Regions from separate parts of the Mus musculus genome. Here regions 2 and 3 are each linked to region 1. A link is a contact called in public Hi-C data. All regions are on one chromosome and are shown on one strand. The core of a region is the stretch at or near the end of the contact, and the rest is flanking DNA. Distances in the headings are between cores, read along the strand shown. Region 1 overlaps Kcnma1 (potassium large conductance calcium-activated channel, subfamily M, alpha member 1). Region 2 overlaps Lrmda (leucine rich melanocyte differentiation associated). Region 3 overlaps Lrmda (leucine rich melanocyte differentiation associated).

Region 1 (2,700 bases), core at 89-2,588:
ACTCTGACAGCAACAGAATCAGATTTCCACATCCTTCATGCTGCATTGATGTCTATGATATTTTAATACAAAGAGACGCTGGACTTGGCCAGTGAGAAAGTTTGCTGTTTTATTTTCAGAGCATGGTGACAGCAGTGGTGGAAAGAACCCCAAGTCTGCAAGGAACTGCTCGTCGCAACTCTGGAAAGACTTCTATCAGAATGAATGGCATGTCAGGAAGACAGAAAATAGGGTGCAACTTAGTCTCGGATGCTTGCATTTGTTCCTGGGATTCTAAATCTACCCAGCAAGGACTCACTCCATCAAACATGAGGCTGAGCAGAAAGAATCTTTCGGGATTATAATTAGAAAATTCACAATCAGAATTCCTTTGTAAATGGAGGTAGGATATTTGAAAGCAAAAGTCGATGCTTGAATGCGCCCCCACCCCGCAAGGTACCCAGTTCATCTCCCACCTACATTTCTATTCTTGTTTAGAGAACAATAGGTGGAACATTCTGCTAAGTGTGTGGAAGGGAAGAAAGACAGCAGGGAAGGGGGGCAGAGGGGAGGCCTTCATCCCATCCGCATTACCTAGAGTTTGATTGACTATGCAGCCAAGTCTCTTTTCAGATGTTCAAGTTTGAAAAGGACTGGAGACGTGCCTGAGAAGGACCCAAAGCAGATGCCAAGGAGGAAGTATCTGCATCCACACCCACCAAGGCCCCTGTCATTGGAAAGGACTACTTGGGACACTACATCATGTGGGGCATCTAATGCCAAATGCGCTGTGATCTGCCTCTCAGTGCCCAATTTCAGAAGTCATCAGGGGTCGTTTTCCCAAAGTATGAGGGCAACATTTTTTTTTCTTTTTTTCCTCTTTCCACAAAAAGTTTAATGCTAATCAAAGCAGAATGCCTAATCAGTTCAAGATGGCCTGTCAGCTTGAATTATCTATTTGTCTTCCTATTTACTGTATCTGTCTGTCTACAATTCTTTGTATCTTTGTGAAAATCAGTTATTAGGGCCCATGTTTCCTTCTGACTACAATCGCTACCAGATGAACCTCCCCGGTGATATGTTGATGATTTGCTAATTTATGGTTTTTAAAATCGAGGAATCCTGAGATATTGCAGGGGAGTCACGTGGGCTACGAGAGGAGAAGTGCTCAATGCTTTTCCTGACAAGGGATCAAAGATTGTGTAAAATACAAGACTTCAGTCCCATTTCAACCTGAGTGATGTCTGAGGCAGAGAAATCGTAAATGACATCTTATGGGAAACATCCCTCCCGTGAGCAGTCCGGCCCTTGCAGGCCTGGGAGAAGTGAGAGTGAACGTCACCCGAGATCCACATAAACAGGAAAGGAAAGCAGGCCCATGGTATCAAGCCAAGATAGCACCACATGACTTAACCCACATCCCACTCTCGCACACTGGAGGCCAGGCTGAGAGCAACCACAGCATTGCAGGGAGACTCCCTGGGATCCGAGGCAGGTTTAAATAAGCTCTCGAGCTGAACTTCCCAACCACTTAGGTGGCCAGATAGCTCAACAGAGAGCGAGAGCTGTTGTACGGCTGGAGGGTTTAATAGGTGTGCTGGAATGTATCTGTCCCTGATGCCTGGCACAGAGCAAGCAGTCAATAAACACATGTGGAATGAATAAACATGAAGGTACAGCACATGGTGATTCTCTTTTGGCAAGGATAGACCCCCAAGAGGGGGCAAATAAAAAGAATCTTTTTAAGGAAATAGCCATATTATGGCCTTTAAAAATGGCCTGGAATCACTGTGGGTAAAACCTGAAAGTAGGGAGAAGATAGAGGAACAGCCCATGTAGAGCCAAGGTAGTAAGTAGGCATAAAGAAACACATGGGGTCTGAGTAAGGAGGAGGGAGGGGGAGAGGGAGAGGGAGGGGGAGGGGGGAAGAGGGAGAGGGAGAGGAAGAGGGAAAGGGAAAGGGAGAGGAAGAGGGAAAGGGAGAGGGAGAGGGAGAGGGAGAGGGAGAGGCAGAGGGAGAGGGAGAGGGAGAGGGAGAGGGAGAGGGAGAGGGAGAGGGAGAGGGAGAGGGAGAGGGAGAGGGAGAGGGAGAGGGAGAGGGAGAGGGAGAGGGAGAGGGAGAGGGAGCATGAACATGAATGAGAAGAACAGCCTATATTGAATAAGTAGCTAAACTAGGCCCCACTCATAAGAAATCAGAAGGAGATGCATAGAGCCCCATGATTAGCTAGCAGAGAGGAATGCCCTGGCAAGCTGGAGATTATGAAGGAGATATAGTTATTCTCTGAATTCTTGAAGCATTGGGTCCAGATGAGGGTAGAAAATATGGTCCCAGGTATACATGGAGTTCTTTAAATAAGTTTACTTCTATCTCTTGGAAATCAAGAGCTCAAAATGGACCAACCTACAAATCCTGAAACTGGTCTACTAGATAAAACAGTATGGTGTTTGTAGTAAGAGACCAACACTGAAGCTCAAGAGCAAGAGCAATTGCTCTGGAGCAAGATATGGGTCTGGCTGTAGAAACTGCTCCCCACTCTAGAATTGGGAAGTCACCATGGAGATTTTCCTTCCATGCTAATTACATCTGGTTTCCTGTTCTCCTTTGTCCACTCCTTGTCTTTTTTTTTTTTTTAATTCCTTTCTTTCCATGTGTCCTCTCAGCTTCTGGCTACCAAAAATCTGTGGAGCCCTCTACACCCACACTCTTCTCTCTGTCCC
Region 2 (2,700 bases), core at 132-2,631, 840 kb before region 1:
TGGTCTCCTTGAGAAAGGCCCAGTCTATGTTTGCATCATTTATTGGGTGGTGCCACCTCTCCTACTCATTCAGGGGCTCCCGTTCAGAGCACTGGGCACCCACTTCCTCCCATGGCATGATCTCCAGTCCTTAGTCACACAGGTGGAAGGAGGGTGATGTCTGAATGTATAGATTCCTGCAGAAGTCTGTGTGATGCAACCCTGGGAACATCTTGCTGGTAAATACCTCTCCCCTGGCCTGCCCTGAGAGCTTACAACTGCACAGTTCTTGCATTGCTGGTTCTTGGAGGCCTTGAGGCTGTTAGAGGCCTCCATTAAAATGCAAATGTCCCTTTCAGCTCATTATCACCTAAATCTTCCATGGGGATTAATTTATCAGATCCTTTCCCATCAGACACCTGGCTGGAAAGAGAGCCTGTGGGAATGGGCACCTGGTTGACAGGGAAAACTCTGGGTGGAGGGGAGGGGGAAGGGGGGTTACAAAGAGGAGGTGAGGAAGTGCTTAGAAAGCTAACCCAGCCTCCCTAGTGTTTGGCCAGTGGCCAGTCCTCACCAGCTCATCCCTACACAGACCATTAAAATCTAACTAGGCCAAAGAGATGAAGGCCACGGCCATATCCTTGGGGGAGCGAGGGGGGTACATTTCCCTGAGAATGAACGAGAGGAGAATGTGTACAAAGGTCTCCGATCAGCCAGGACCCTCCTGAGCCCGCACATTGCTGCAGAGAGCCCTTCAGTTCTTGTCACTTGATGACAGAGGCCTTAGAACTGAGTTCTTTATTAGCTAGCCCCAAGGCCCAGCCTGCTGTATGAGGCAGCCATTTTGAGGCTGGGACAGGTCCTGTCAGACAGCTTCAGCTGGGGTGTTTGTGTGGTGCCTCATCTGCTTTCGTGTGACATCCAAACAACTCTTTGAAAATGTCTGCTCAGGCCTTGCCTCACAAAAGAGTCTCAAGAGTGTTGTCTGAGGCATTTGGGCTGCCTCTGTCACTCACACAAAAAAATGTGCCCCTCCCTACCCCTGCAGGACAACTCCTCCAACAACCTGTGCTTTTGCCTCAGCTGACCCTGGCCCTTTAACATGTCAGAATGTACTAAAAACACTTTGGCTGTCATAACAAGGCAAAATGAAGTCTTCACAACCTGTCTGTTAAACAGAGCTTTTGGGGTATTGCTTTCTGTCACCTCTTTGGATAGTGCTTGTCTGGGTTTGTGGGCAACAAACCCATGGGCCTTTGTTTTCGCTCACTGTTGTGTGGAATTCCCCCCTCATTCATTAATCATCCCTTTGCCTATTTATTCGGGTGGCAAGTATAGCGAACGCACTTAGCGTGTGCTTTTGTTTAGGTGGCACCCTTTGTGAGGACCAAGGCAGAGCTAATTATTAACTGCAAAAGGAAGGCAAAACTCTCAGCAAAGAGCCAAATGCTGCACACACCAAGACATTGTATGTGCGTGTGTTTCAAACTTTCAGCCAAGCAACTGGGGTAGCTTTATTTAGCTGGGAGTTGGGGTGGGGGCGTTGCTGGCAGCCTCATAATTAATAGAGGCAGTCTATTAAAACCCAACTGAGCAGACAGTTCAGGGACTCTGTGTATACCCCTGGACAGCCCAGCTGGGGCCTCAAGACCTAGCAGGCACAAATAGGGCTAGCAGCTTCAGAGGTGAGGTCTAAGTGGCTTCTCCCTTTAGAGATCCCTATTGTCAGATTTTGATGTCTTTCTTCTCTTGCATCGGACTCTGGTTATCTTTTGAGTTCCAGCTCCTTGTCTTTTTTGATTGTCGCCTTCTGGGAGAGATCTTTTCTCACCATGGATACTAAAGTCATTGCTGAAGGTCACAACTACCCCGAATCACTCTGGTTTCACTACCCAGTTTTATTTGCTCTATGAGATCCGCCACCATTAGAATTAGGTTTTCTTTATGAATTTTCTGGCTGTTGAGCTACGAAAATGTAAATCTTTGTGCCCTGAACACTTAAACATCACTTGGCAGAAACTAGAAGCCCAATATATTTCTTATATAGTTGAGGAGAGAAAAGTACTATTGTGTTCTTGTGAACTGTGGTCCACTGAAGCCATGCATGCTGGTTAACAAGAAAAAGAAACCATTCCAGAAGTTTAGTAACACATGGATGGAACATGGGGTATGATAAAGTAAATAGACTTCAAGTTTCTAGGACAATAATTAGGAAGCTAAAGATGTGGCAGAGGGACTGGATAAGGGCTCTGGAGCAATTTGGGTTCTCAGGGCCATCTACTGGTGCAGGGTCTAGAGTTATCTTCTGTGATTAATCTTCTGTTTTTCCTGGTAGGCAGAGGAAAGAGATTCCTTTAAAAATTTATGTCTTGCTTTTAGGCAAATTGGACAGGAGCTGAGATCTTATATCTACTTTTGCTCAAAGGTCTTTAGGTCAAAATAATCACTCTGTTAAAGTGGCATGTTGGGGAGCTCACATTCTGATGTTCTGTGTCTGAATTGCTGGATGAATGAGAGAGAATATGTGTAAGGATCTTTTTCCTGTTTGGAGAATGCTGTAGCCTTTCCTAATCATAAGTTCTCAACTCCAGGATCTGATTTCTACATAAATGCATTGTGGGAGCATCTCCCTTCATCCTGCCCCATCCTCTGCCATTGTTCTACAGGATCCATCAATCTTTGTTTGACTTTTAGATAAGACTTAAAAACCTGTGGCTCTGT
Region 3 (2,700 bases), core at 172-2,671, 930 kb before region 1:
TATGGCAGTAAGATCTGAAAACCTAATGTGGAGCTCCATTCCAATAGGACGACTTAAAACAGGGATGGCTGTCTAGATCAGTGGTCCTGAGACAACTTGGAGTCAGCTCAGCCGCTATGATTCTTTTGGCAGCAGACCACGTTTTACTATGTGACCCCATGTTATACATTCCATCATTTGTGTTCCTCTCACTGCTATAGACATGTGTACATGGAGAGAAGGATTACCACTGAGCAAAAGCAGAGTCCTTGTCTCTTGAAGCTGAATGCAAACCTCAGTCATGGGAATGTGGCTACGTGACTATGCTGGGGTGTTTGGGATTACTCTCCCTTCGTAGGTATCCGATCCAGTAAGCCAGTAGCAACTATCATCCAGACTCAATCCAAGTCTGAGTTGTGGGTCAGTGTTTTTGCAGTAAGTTTGTTTCTCTAAGAGCAATCCTCGTGTATCCACCTTGGCAGTCCCCCAAGCATGTCCTCCCCGTCTCAGGTCTGTGTTGCTGGCAGGATGTGAGAGATGGGGCTGAGAAGGCTGTTTGTTTGTGTATTTATGACAATACTGCCTTGAGGGACAGGAATCAAGAGCCTGCACACAGCCCAAATCACATCTAGCCACAATTGCCTTTGAAAACCTATAAGTTATCCACACAGTGACTGGTAGATGCTCACACTTGGAGAAAAGGCAGCCACCAGGAACAATAGAGGTCTTAAATGTGTTCCTACTCCGTTACAAATTCACTACATCATCTTGTGAAATGCTGGACTGGTTCTCTAATGTGCTTAAATTTTTTATTCATTTTATTTTAATTGTTGACTTGAAAAGCACTCTTCCCTGTATTTGGAAGAGTGAGATGTGGCCATGGCATAGCTCAGCTCTGTGGTCTTTCCGCAGGCTTGATTTCTTCATCCTGGTTGGTGATTCATTTACCCCTGAGAAGTTTTAGGGTTTCACAATATGGCTTTTGAATCCAGAGTTCCTGTGGCATATGTGTTTAAACAAAGCAGAACAATGGCCTATCCCACGTTGGGTAAACTATTTTCCTGCCCCTTCATCCACAAAGTGTGAGGTCTACCTTCTCTCTGGCTGTCACGGAAATCATCATAGTGGAAGCTCTATGTAAATTTGTACGGCATTTTTGCTAGCAAATGACTTAAGCAATGAATGATACTTCTACAGTTTACTGTTTTTCACTTTAAGTGTGGTTTTGAACAATGCTTCATCTATTAATCATTTAAGCAATAGCATTCAGAAGCAGGAACCTGTGGTTCATTTAGTGCTGTTGAAAAAAAAAATTCCTATTGATTGGCATCCTCTGTGGTCATGTGATGTAATATTTATGTCACCCAGCCATACATCAAAACAAGTGTGTCTGCTGTTTTGTTTCCATGGGAGATGTTGACTTCAAAGTTTTCAGCTCAGGCTTAGTTCATGTGTGACTAACCACCAGACCTGGAATGGGAAATGACTAGGTTTGTGTATATTGTTCTCTCTGTTCCATCTTTCCTACCCTTTTCCCAGTGCCTAACCCTTTGGCTTCCTCATTTACCTTTGTGTACATAGTTGGACTTTCTTGGCATCCATCCCCACAGTAATACAGGCTCATTAAATTTCTCTGTGAACATGGGCGTACTACTGAGTGGTTGAGCAGAGCCCGGGGCCTGTTGTTGTAGGAGTATAACCATGCCTGGATTCCCTTAGCCATTTGTGTTTGCTCATGGCTGAGAAGTGAGCGGGGTCTGAACTCATTTGCATTTCGCTGTGTGGATAAGGCACTGCTGTTGCATGAATATGAACTTGGGCCTCTTGCAGATTTTGATACCATACAAAATGCATATAGAAAGTCAGGGGTGGAAACCTGGGTGCTCAGAATAGTTTCTCTCTCTCTCTCTCTCTCTCTCTCTCTCTCTTTCTTAAAGATTTATTTACTTATTTATTTTTATGAGTATACTGTAACTGTCTTCAGACACACCAGAAGAGGGCATCAGATCCCATTACAGATGATTGTGAGCCAACATGTTGTTGCTGGGAATTGAACTCAGGACCTCTGGAAGAACAGTCAGTGCTCTTAAACGCTGAGTCATCTCTCCACCCCCTTCCTATTTTTTTTTTTTTCTTCTGGCAGTTTTTTTTTTTTTTTAAGAGAGAGAGAGAGACTAAGAGATAGACTGATTTGCTGATAGGCAGAGAAAGGAGAAAGGAGAGAGAGAGAGAGAGAGAGAGAGAGAGAGAGAGAGAGAGAGAGAGAGAGAGAGAGAGACATGACTAGATAATAAGGTGGTGAAATTCCAAGATGGCTGATTTCTTCCTTATACTCCTGACCTGAGAGAAAAGCCTAGGAGCTTAAAAGAAAGATTTTTTTTTTTTTTAAATCTCACCACCAGGGAACTCAGCCTATGGACAAGTTCAAGGCCACGCCAGGACCTGTTTACCCCAAAGATACTGACCTATTTGCCTCCTTGCCTTTGTTCAAACTAAGGAACTCTAAACTTGGGGAAGAAAGACTCCTCTCACAGACCCTTAACGCTTCAGTCCTGGAGGAGATCTGAGTTTAGCTTTCCCCGTTGCCTCTGCAAAGCAGGGCATCTCTTTCTTCATGTGCCTGCCTTCTGTGTGTTTCCTCACCCCATAAAAGCCTTTCTTTGACCGCTGATTCTGTCTGCTCCTGTTCTATGTTCAGGATTTCTCCACTGCATCCTGCCT

Evidence for each region. Hi-C and Micro-C count contacts between places; a contact is called where the count stands out from the background.
Region 2: a contact with region 1 is called in a Hi-C map of uterus. The contact joins two enhancer-like sites.
Region 3: a contact with region 1 is called in a Hi-C map of uterus, with 3 times the contacts expected there. The contact joins two enhancer-like sites. A contact is called at or near these places in 18 of 484 Hi-C or Micro-C datasets (the Ba/F3 cell line, the N1E-115 cell line, brown adipocytes and 11 more), 1 of 115 datasets of contacts at active chromatin or transcription factors (astrocytes) and 2 of 9 other capture datasets (embryonic tail and embryonic trunk).

What each region holds. Positions count from the first base shown.
Region 1 is chr14:23,519,918-23,522,617 of GRCm38.p6, forward strand. All of the region lies in intron 9 of Kcnma1 (potassium large conductance calcium-activated channel, subfamily M, alpha member 1), which reads right to left. 5430425E15Rik (a long non-coding RNA gene) reads left to right here. Exons shown (of 4, transcript XR_003951125.1): 4 at 1-2,700. Among named protein-coding and RNA genes, the nearest start is that of 5430425E15Rik, 11 kb to the left of the region's middle. RefSeq lists an enhancer at 229-1,681. Within about 2 kb of position 1,339, at least 20 of the 459 cell types and tissues checked have an H3K27ac peak or open chromatin away from gene starts, as enhancers often do. A contact at or near this core is called in uterus, where this site is marked.
Region 2 is chr14:22,678,995-22,681,694 of GRCm38.p6, forward strand. All of the region lies in intron 5 of Lrmda (leucine rich melanocyte differentiation associated), which reads left to right. Among named protein-coding and RNA genes, the nearest start is that of Gm30926, 120 kb to the right of the region's middle. Within about 2 kb of position 1,382, at least 24 of the 459 cell types and tissues checked have an H3K27ac peak or open chromatin away from gene starts, as enhancers often do. A contact at or near this core is called in uterus, where this site is marked.
Region 3 is chr14:22,586,495-22,589,194 of GRCm38.p6, forward strand. The region is part of intron 4 of Lrmda (leucine rich melanocyte differentiation associated); the gene reads left to right. Among named protein-coding and RNA genes, the nearest start is that of 4930405A10Rik, 45 kb to the left of the region's middle. Within about 2 kb of position 1,422, at least 56 of the 459 cell types and tissues checked have an H3K27ac peak or open chromatin away from gene starts, as enhancers often do. A contact at or near this core is called in uterus, where this site is marked.